2 separate regions of the Pan troglodytes genome follow, and region 2 is linked to region 1. Evidence: chromatin contacts called from public HiChIP or PLAC-seq data. All regions are on one chromosome and are shown on one strand. The core of a region is the stretch at or near the end of the contact, and the rest is flanking DNA. Distances in the headings are between cores, read along the strand shown.

Region 1 (5,153 bases), core at 907-3,406:
TTCTTGCAAGCAACTCAAAGGGGGGAAAATTAGTTCATATTACAGTCAGTCTGCTTTCTGGAGAAGATGTCCTGCAGATAATTTGATATGAGATATCCCCTGGGGGACCCTTTTCATCTAATAATCCTACTAAATGTCCATTTTAATATGAAATATGAATCCAAAATGTTTACAAACATACTGGGAAAAGTATTCAAATGCCAGCTGTCTCATATTGTGAAGTATTTTCATTTTTAACATAAAACGTTTATTTCTCAAAGCCACACCTGAGAAAATGATTAGGTGCTGTGGTGCTGTTAAGTTTTATACTACAAAGGACATCAGCAAAGGCATCTGTTTTCCTGCCTCTCTTCTGGTCTTCGCCCCTCCCCCACTCTCCATCCTGTAGGTCCTGGTTGTTAAAATTTCTACAATAGTCTCATAATGCTCTAAATTCTAAAAAAAAAACTTCTCACCCTTTAACACTGCTGAACCTAAATTCATGCACTGCTCTAAGAAGGAAACCCAAAAGTCACAAGCCTTTTTAATGACAGATGTATTACGGAAAATTTTCCCCACAAAGTTTTGATGCTGTGAAATATCAACTCCCTGAAATCACAGAAAGGAAATGACTTACATTCTTGGAAAATGAAGCCACTAGCAGCTTTCTCCAACAGCATTTTGTAAACCCCAAACTACACCCTGTGGCAAGAGGGAGTATTTCGTGCAAAAACTAAATTTAAATAGATGCTTATAAAACCAATAAATAAACATTGCCCGGTCCCAGAGAAGAACAGAAGGGAATCATACTCGGAAAATCCAGCAAGAGATACTTTTTCTCCACATTCAGAAATGCTGGAGAGCACAGGCTGGAAGTCAGAAGCAACCTGAGAACGCTTGCTGAAGTTTTCCTTCCCTGCTGTGAGCAATGCACAGCTCCTGAGGGAAATACTGGCAAAACAGATTTTGCTTAAAAAAATTAAAATGAAAAGGTGTTAAGGGGGAAAACGAGCTAATATTTCTTTGGACACTAGCTACACAACTACACGGCCTGAAAATCTGCCAGCTTTCAACTTTAAAATATGCTTATTTTGACATTTTCCCATCTATTCGTGCCTTTAAGAAAACGCCCGCACCATTAGGTTATGCTGTCCCAGGACTCGCGGTGTTGTTTTAATCTCTGTAGACTTTACACTTACACGGGTGGACCGCAGCTGTCCATACCTGACAGTGCCTGGCCCTCCCGGAGCCGAATCCGGTGCTCCTGTTCGCCTGGGGCTCCGTCAGCGCGCCGCAAGCTCCTCCAGAAACCCAAATTCTGCAGGCCGCACCCCCAACTCGTATCTCACCCAGGCCCCCGTCTGGCGCCGATCTGCCCCAGCTCAACCTCCGGCTCCGCAGACTAGGCACTTTCCGGGACGCGGAGCAGACCCTGCGCTCGGGTCCCTTCCCGCAGCCGGGCTGTCCGGCCTCTGCGCGCGCACAACAGGCGGCACGGCGCAGCGCCCGGGAGCGCGGGACTCGAGTGCTAGTCCCGGCGCCCAGCCACAGCGACACAGACCTGGGTGCCGGGGCCCGCCAGGGAGCCCTGTGATCCGGGGACCTCCGCGATGCAGAGAACCAGGCACCGCGCACGGAGCCCAGGCGCGCAGTCTGCAGCCAGGACCAGCCTCCCGCCCCCGCCGCTGAAGCCGCCCCGAGCTCCACGCCTCCCCCGCTGCCGGGCTCAGCTGCCCTAGGGCCTCGTCCGCCCGTCCCAGAGTGGGCGAGCTCCGACTCACGGAGAAGCGACCTTACCGCCGGCGCCCGACACCCAGAGCTAAGGGAGCGAGAAGAAGGCGAAGAAAGAGGCGGAGAGCGGCGCACTGCCTTCGCTGGGACTCGCGACTTCCAGAAACCCTCCCGAAACCCAGTCCCGCCGCCGCCCCGCCGGCAGGGGGCACAGCGGGCGTCCGGGGCGCGGCGGCTGAGCGATGGGGCGAGCGGAAAGGGCCCAGACGCCTGGTTCTTGTTCATACCTCGGAGAAAGTCTTGAGCACCAGGCGTTGGGCTCTCTGGTCAGCCCTCTGAGTCTTCCTACCGGCGCCGAGCCTGCCCCACTCCTCTCAGCCCCTTGGCCCCGCCAGCCAGAGGAGCGCTCCGCGTCCGCCCCGCCCCCCACCCACGCCTCCCGACCCGACCCGCCCCCCGAATCCCCGCCCCCTGAGACCCCGCCCCCGACCCGCCCCAACTGGCCGCGGCGGCAGCCGAGCCGCGGGAGCTGCGCGCTGAGCTCGCGGCAGTACGGGGAGCGCCCGCCCGCCCCGCCCTGGACCCAACCAAGAGTCCCGCGGAGGGGTGCGGCCACTTGGGGGCAGGAGAAAGCGGAGTACGCCACCCCTCTAGGGACCCAGGAAGCGAGGCGAGCCTCAGGTGGACGCGGTGGTGTGGACCACGGCGATCAGGGCCTTTCCCCCTGCTGTGGAGACGGAGGTGCCAGGGGACGCCGGCGGCTCCCCACCTTCTGGCCGAGTGGCCTTCTCCGCCTCCGGCTGGACTCCCTCGGGGCGCTCCCTCCAGAGCCTAGTCGGGCTGGCCGGGGGCGGCTGTTTGGCCTGAGTGTCGTCTTACTAAAGCGGAACGCCGGAGGGGAGGCCACTCCGAGAGGAGGCGGTCCCCGGCGGAGGAGGCTTCGTGAATCCTGCAGCCCCCTGCCCGCCCGCCACTCGAGACGCCGCGCCTCGTGGGTTTCACGCTGGATGGAGGGGGCGCCGCCGAGGATGCCCAGCCTCCCCCGCTAACTCTACCTCTCCAGTTCGTCAGGTAGACACAGCCTCTGTCTGCTGTGGTTTTAGTGCCCGTGGCCCCTCAGAAATTATTTTTGTCCCCTCCCGATAGTGGCTTTGGGGGATGGAGGGCGAGAGATGCAAAGGGCCAGTGGAAGATTTTTTATAGCACAAGGAATCAAGCCAGGAGATGGAGGTTTCATTGCCACCTCGGGGTCTGGGGAGGGGGCGAGCCACACCTCTCCGGTCAGTCTGCGCCCACCAGGACCTGCTGCTGGGAACCGCACACGAAAGGAGAGACACCCAGCACCTGGCCCCTGGACCCGCAGGGCGTCAACCTCCTGGGCTTCTGCCTTTCTAGGTTTCCTCTGACTTTGCTGACCCAATGACCCCTGGCCACGGGTGGCAAAAACGCCCTCACTGAGCCCTTCGCTAAAGGAGTGCCGGGGTTTATGTGTCTGGCTTTTAAAATGGGATGAGGAGACAAGGAAACAGGACCTGAGAAAGGACACTATCCAAAATCTGATGCTCTCAGAAGTCAACTTTTAAAACTGCCCTGCTCTTTTCATCCAAAGATGAATATATGAAGCCAGCTGTTACTGGTTGAAAGTGTGCCTCTTGTTTGCATGGCAAAGGAATTCAGTTTTGTGTTTATTTACAGCTGAAGCTCTCTTGAAATAATTGTCTCAGTCACAGCTTTTACATTTTGGGGAACCATGCCATTAGAACTGAATATTAGGAACTGTGATCTTTTGTCTTTTCACAATTGACAATACATTCAGAACTTATTTCTGATAAAGCTGGTCAGTTTCTAAGGATACTGTACTTATGATTTAAAGTCATAACTCCATGATGCAAAAGAGAACAAGAAATATGTTTCAATGACTGCCTTTTAAATTAGCGGTACTCCAGCACTTTGGGAGGCCGAGGTGACAGGATCGTTTGAGGCCGGGAGTTCAAGACAGCCTGGGCATCATAGCCAGACCTTGTTTCTACTAAAAATAAAAAATAAATAAATTTTCCGGGCATGGTGGCCCATGCCTGTAGCCCCAGCTACTCAGGAGGCTGAGGTGGGAGGATGGCTTGGGCCTAGGAGGTTGAGGCCACAGTGAATTATGATTACACCACGGGACTCCAGCCTGGGTGACAGAGTGAGACCCTGTCTGAAAAAGAAAAAAAAAATGTAGCTGTACTTAATGTACTAAAATTAAAAATTGGACAACAATAGTTGAGGACAGTGTAGGCATTTAAAGGTAGAGGATTGCACTTTTTTTCTCATTTTTGTCTTTTATATGCATCAGAATGAGTGCATATTGAATACTACTTGGTAAGGTCTTAAATTAATTTGGTACCTACTGAGATAATCCGGCATTTCATGTGTAAAGATAAATTAGATAAATGAATAATATATCACTATCTTGGAAAACAGTTCCTAAATCTGATTTATTTTCAGGTTTCATGAATCAAAATCTAACAGATAAACAACAACATATTGGTAGGCTGTGAAACATTGCTGCAAATATAATTAGGTAAAACAAAAAGCAAAATATTTTGAACAGTTTAAAAAAAAAAAAGTGTGTTTAAGAGTGGGCTTATTGTCCAGAATTATATTGTAGGAAAATTCACTATGTGAATATTTTCTGAATCATAGTGATAATATTAACAGTATAAATACCACATTAAACAGAGACTCTTAGTTAAAATATTTTGCAAACTAAGTATTTTAAACTCTTAAAATCAGTTATATGAACTCCTGTAACATCATCAAATTCTGAAAGGACTGATTGGGGAAGTAATACATAATCTAGTAAAGATGGAAGGGGAGCTGAGAAAGGATGTGTTGTTCTAGATATTTCTTATCACAGAAAACGTTTTTCTGTGCTTATTACAATAAAGAACGCAACTGTGTGGGTAATAATTCAAAGTTACATTTTATGTTTCTTCTTAATGTTGGGATGTTTTATTTTCACTAATATGATGAGATGTTTTTCTAAATATGGGACATTGCCCACCAGGGAAACATTATTTTAAACACATCCTAAGCAATTACTTTTTCCATGGCATTTAAATATTAACACAACTCTACATTTTTGCTTTTGTTTTTCTTAGGAACAGGTTATTCATTCTATGAATTTATTGGGTTCTCCCATGCACCAGGCAAAGGGTTAGATTCAGAGATTCAAAAATAAAAATACTCCTTAATCTTATAGCAGATTAGGGGAACAGACACGTGAGTTAACAGTTACAACATAGTTAGTTCGTGCTATGGTAGAGATACGCAGGAAGAATAGTGAGAAGGCCTAGGGAGGGAGAGCATCAAACATCCCCTGTGAACTGAGAAGGGAAGGATAAACAGAAGTTTGCCTGAGAACAAGTTGGTTGAGACAGTGCTCTCAAACTTGCAAGCAC
Region 2 (5,659 bases), core at 2,104-4,603, 330 kb before region 1:
TAGTAGAGACGGGGTTTCGCCACGTTGGCCCGGCTGGTCTCGAACCCCTGACCTCAGGTGATCCACCCATCTTGGCTTCCCAAACTGCTAGGATTATAGGCATGAGCCACCGTGCCCAGCCTAGACAATTTTTTATATTCTCCAGATGCCTTTCTACATGCAGAATTCTGTATTGTCTTGTACACATGAATAGACCATAAAATGTAATATAAACAAACATAAAATCCTAAAAATATATTTCAAAGTTTTAAGAAGTCCACTGAAAATTTTAAAAATATTTTCTAAGAGCAAAGGAAAAGAATACAGTAGTATTAATAGTAGTAGTATAGAGGCATTGGCAGTAATAAGCTTATCACACTTGCTATGCGCCAGGGACTTCTGTGAACAATTACTCATTAAAAACAAAGCCACACTTATGAGATAGGTATCATTGTTACCCTCACTTATTGATGAAAAAATTGAGACACGGAAAGGTTAATAACAATGATGTAATTTATACAATCCCTAATTTATAAAATCACTGATTCTAGGGAGAAAGTACCTAATCACACTGCTCTCGCAAATGAAAAACTTAGCCTTTTTCAAGAAAAATATCTCACTCATCAAATATAACTGATAAAAATGTTTAATGTAAGAAATGACACTAAAAGGATTTTTATTCTAATCTGAGAATTCTTTTTTATGCAAAAGTGTTACTAAAACTAAATCAATGGGAAAATGATTCAAGGCACAAAAATATGACATACCAGAGATCATTTAAGGACTATTTCCCTAGCATACAACAAGGGATATCTGTTTACATTAAATATAAGCATAAACACGACAGTCTTAGTTTTCAAGCATCTCAATAATGTCTTTTTTTGAGACAAGGTGTCACTCTGTCGCCCAGGCTGGAGAACCTCAGCCTCCCAATTAGCTGACACTACAGACGCATGCCAGCACACCCAGATAACTTTCTATTTTCTTGTAGAGACAGGGTTTCATCATGTTGCCCAGGCTGCTGTCAGAACTCCTGGGCTCAAATGATCTGCCACCTCAGCCTCCCAAAGTGCTGGCATTATAGGTGTTAGCCATCACACCTGGCCAATGTCTTCTTTTAATATAAGAAATAGCACTGTGTTTAACAAAAATTCTGATTTGGGCCATAAAGGGAAAGCGAAATGTTTACATCATTATTTATTTAAGAAACTTCATGTTTCTAGAGAAAACTATTTCTACCTAATACTGAAAGCTTGGTAGGAAGACATAAAATAATTTGCTCTAAAAGCAAAAGACACATCTAAGAAAAAAGCAAAATCCCTGAAATCCAGCTTTCCTAACACTGATCATTATCATTTTTTTCTTAAAAGAAGAAAGTAATTTTAAGCTCATCTTCATGATTTTTCAGACAAACTCTCTGTATTTTTACTTTACTTCCTAATTCATTACCTTTTCAAAGAACTTGGGCCAGTCGCTGCTGTGGATGTTTCTTAAATTCCCTCTGTCTTCAATCTTGTAGTGTCTGATTTTCTGGTCTTCAAGCCAAACGATGAAGTTTCTAAATTCTGTTTCATCTGCAATAAAAAATATCACATAAATAACTAGAAGCACTACATAAAATACCTCCTTCTCAGGTATATGTTCAGATATATGTTCTTGTGGAATTTTCTTAACTTCAAAATACTAAGTTAATTGAACCAAAAGAGGGAGTTGAAAGTACAGATTCTGGAGTTGAAAGTACAGATTAACAATGATCTGTTCAAATCCTGGGTCCAGATACTTACTGGTTGTGTGAACTTGGGATAATCACCCACATTTTCTGTGCCTCAGATTCTTCAGCTACAAAATGAGGGTGCTAATAGAACTTACCTCATAGAGTTATGAAGATTAAAAGAAGTTGTTTTATTTAAGAAGTTTCTTAAATAAAATAAATACGGATAAAAACACTGCCTGGCACATAGTTTTGCTATTTAAGTGTTACATATTAATATTCCAGTTCCTTTGCGGACAGAAAGGGGAAGGAGGGCAAGGTTAAATTTATAGCAAAGTAATAAAGTAAAATATATAACAAAATAATAAGTAAAAGAAATTAAATGACAAAAAAGACACTGTGACAACTGTTGTCATGGAATGTTAACTGCACATTAAGTGCATAATTGTTTCGTTTAATCCTCCCCATACCTCTTTTGAGGTAGGTAATATCCCATTTTACAGATAAGAACATTGAGACTCAAAGATTCCAATCCAGAACAAGGCTCTATTGTCACTGATACTTTTTTGTTAAAGTAGAAAAACAATAGATTATAATTTGATATGCTTCTACAGGCGATCAACAAAACACTGTCATCCTGCTTAAAAATTATTTTCAATTTGTGAGTCAAATTCAAGCTTCCATTATAGGGTCTTGAGAATTACACAGTGGTCTGAGTATCACAAATTATACTTGATCACTTTCAAACTTACCAGTCTATCACAGGCCACAACTATACAAAGGAAACGAGTAGTGGTGGGTAGCAGTTTAGTTACAGTGAGTAGCAACGTTATTACTTTTTAAAATTCTAATGCTGTAAAATCCCAAATACCTTTGTATTCACAATTCAACCCTCCCACTCATCTGCTATTAACTTTTTTGCAACACCACATAACACAACTAGCCCGTTACTACACGCGCTTACCCTCCCACTGTGATCGGTCCTGATTTCATTGTGTACTGTCTCAAACTGCTCAGTGGGTTCTGATTGCTTCCACCCCTCGTCCCTTTAGCTCCTGGCAGGCAGTGAACTAGTCTTCAAGTTACTCAGCACCTTCCTCAGAATCCAGCACCGCGCTGGCCCATAATTAGCAGGTGCTCAAGGTATCGCCTAATTACCCAGGGAACCATGGAGTTGAATAGTGAGTGAGAAAGACGAATGCTCTCCCTTTTATGTACAGAGAAGGTAGTTACGTGGTGCTTGGAGTTAAGCAAGTGCAGAAAGTAACATGCCGAGACAGGAGTAGGTGAGAGGGCTTTAAAGGCGGGAAGGGGCGGCGAAGAGCCGAGGTACGTGGCGACCCAGAGGAGAGGGGCCCGGAGGCTGCCGGCGGAAACCAGGCCGCCGAGGGTCCCGGCGGGGAGGTGGGGTGCGGGCACTGAGGCTGGGACCTCCGCCCAGGTCAGGGACACGCGGCCGGGCCGAGGCCGCCGCCTCACCTTTGCAGTTGAAGCCGGCGGGGTTGTGGTAGTCGAGAGCCGTCAACTTGCGTCGGAACATGGTCCCCGCTTCTCGCTCTGGTCCCCCGGGCCTCGGCCGGGAGAGAAGAAGCGAGGTGGAGCGGGAGGCGCAGGCACCGGCGACGCGGCGAGAGGGCGGGCAGGCGCTGAGACGCTCCGAAATGACGGCGGCCTTCCCCAATCGTGGCTTAAAAGCGGTGGCCGCCGGCAAATGCCCACCAATCGCGGCTCCGGCTGGGGAGGCGGGGCCACGTCGGCGCACGTCGACGCTCAAATAAACTTTATTGTCAGCTTCCTGGTTGTACAATAGGCAGAAAACCACTGGGAAGCCACTTTCCTTTCTTTCTTGCTATAGCATGCAGAGAATAGTATATGTAGGCTTTTGGTATTCGCTGTACCTCCCGTTGGATTACAGAATTACTGTTTAGTGTTTTGAGTGCATTCATTCATTTTATTACTCCTCCTACATAACAGGTGCTCTTCTAACACTGGTAATACAAAGACTACAAAGCAAGGTCCCTATAGTAAGATGCTTTCAGACTAGTTGGGAGTGATCCACAGGTAAACATACAATTGTTAATACGATGCGATCGTTCCAGATATCCTCAGCCAGAGTGAAATCTGAAGCCGAGATCGTCCCTCACTCCCCCTCACCCTCGGTCACAGCATCCAGTAGGTCACCAATTCCTGCCATTCTGTCTCTCCTAACTCTCAAATCCCTCACCTCCTTTCGGACCCCACTGATACAGCCACAGATCAGATCCTCATCACTTTTGCTTACTCTAATTATCTGATTGATTTCTTAGGGCCAGTCCTGCCTTCTCCAAACCATTCCTCCATACAGCGATGAGAGAGATTTTTCTAAAGCAAAAACCTGTACATAACTTTCTCTGCTTATGTTTTAGTGGTTCCTGGTTACCCCCTAGAAATAATCAAAACTCCTTATTGTATTTAAGATCTTTCCTGATCCAGTCTCTACTTGCTTTTCAGACAGTGGAGAGAGAGCAGTGAACAAGACAGACCAGGCCCCTATTTTCATGGAGTTTAAAAGGCTAATGAGGGAAACAATAAACAGATAAGTATAAACTAAGGCTTGAAGATGGTGAGGCATTCACCATGCAGTCAAAAGGGTAACCTAGTTTGAGGGAAGAGGATGTATAAAGGCAAGAAATGAGCAACAGCATGGCCCAGAGGGACTAGAGCTTATAGGGGCTGGAGGGTGAGAGGGAATGACAGCGGATAAGACTATAGACAAAGGCAGGAGTCTGATAAGGAAAAGCCTCTCATGGCAAGCTAAGGGAAGCTATTGAAATTCTTGGGGGTAAGCCAACTATGTATGTTTCATTTCATTTCATTAATTAAGATTTTAATTAAACACTTAGGATCTGAGGAGCATACAAATGAGTAAACTATAGTCTATTTTCAGGAAGCTTAAGTATAATGACAAATATAGATGTGTAAATAAATACTTATAATCTGGAGTTAGAAAGAGTAAGTGAATTACAAGAAATATAAAATGTACTACAAAGAAGTACAGGCCAGGTGCAGAGGCTCATGCCTGTAGTCCCAGCACTTTGGGAGGCTGAGGTGGGAGGGTAGTTCAAGCCCAGGAGTTTGAGACCAGCCTAGGCAACATAGTGAGACTTTGTCTCTATGAAAACTAAAAAAAAAAAAAGAAAGAAAGAAAAATTAGCCTGGAATGCTCGTGTGTGCCTGTGGACCCAGCTACTCAGGAGGCTGAGGTGGGAGGATCACTTGAGCCTGCAAGGTTGAGGCTGCAGTGAGCCATGATCACACCAACCTGGGCAACATGTAAGACCCCATCTCAAAAATAATAATAATAAAAAGAAGTACAGAGGCTAGAATACAGCTTTAGTTTTAAGGGGGCACTGTAAGATAATCTGTATTTTTCAATTAAGGTGCTTATAGAGTGAATCAAGAAAATCAGTTCGAGAGTGTCTCATTTCCAACAAAATTTGATCAAAGATATGGCTATAATCTCATATTGTAGTGCATGCTAGTTGTATAATTAATGAAATACTAACCAAAAAATGAAAGAATGAACCAATCATGGAAGGGAAAATAATAAGTACTTACATATAAATAATAAATTAAAAAGGGGGAAAAATACAATTGCAGACCATGAATTTCTTTAAAAAAATAAGGAAAAACATCTCTTACCATTTGTTTTCTGAAATTGACCTTTCAAGGCAGAAAATGAAGTTGTTTGCTCCTGGCCTAGTCTTTCCACTTCAGGGTCCCCATTGTCAGCAACTTAAGACTGTCCCTAGTCATCAGCCCTGGCCACCACCAGGAGTGGGGAGGTTGGAGGAAGATTCAGATGATGCAGAATGCTAAAGTATCAGGGGATACTTGAGCAGGGGATAAAGCAAACTTTGGGAAAGAAGTATAAAATAAATATTAATCCATTTTTTATGTTAAAACCCAGTTATCTTTTTTTTTCTCTGA

What was found. HiChIP or PLAC-seq counts read pairs in DNA pulled down with a chosen protein or histone mark.
Region 2: a contact with region 1 is called in an H3K4me3 HiChIP or PLAC-seq map of stem cell-derived excitatory neurons, with 8 times the contacts expected there. The contact joins the promoter of RTRAF here to the promoter of FRMD6 in region 1. A contact is called at or near these places in 1 of 7 Hi-C or Micro-C datasets (stem cell-derived neural progenitor cells) and 1 of 1 datasets of contacts at active chromatin or transcription factors (stem cell-derived excitatory neurons).

What each region holds. Positions count from the first base shown.
Region 1 is chr15:49,663,862-49,669,014 of NHGRI_mPanTro3-v2.0_pri, reverse strand. It overlaps FRMD6 (FERM domain containing 6), which reads right to left and starts at 2,156. Exons shown (of 14, transcript XM_001157785.7): 1 at 1,998-2,156.
Region 2 is chr15:49,997,647-50,003,305 of NHGRI_mPanTro3-v2.0_pri, reverse strand. It overlaps RTRAF (RNA transcription, translation and transport factor), which reads right to left and starts at 3,353. Exons shown (of 8, transcript NM_001246406.1): 1 at 3,170-3,353; 2 at 1,429-1,553. The coding sequence starts at 3,230.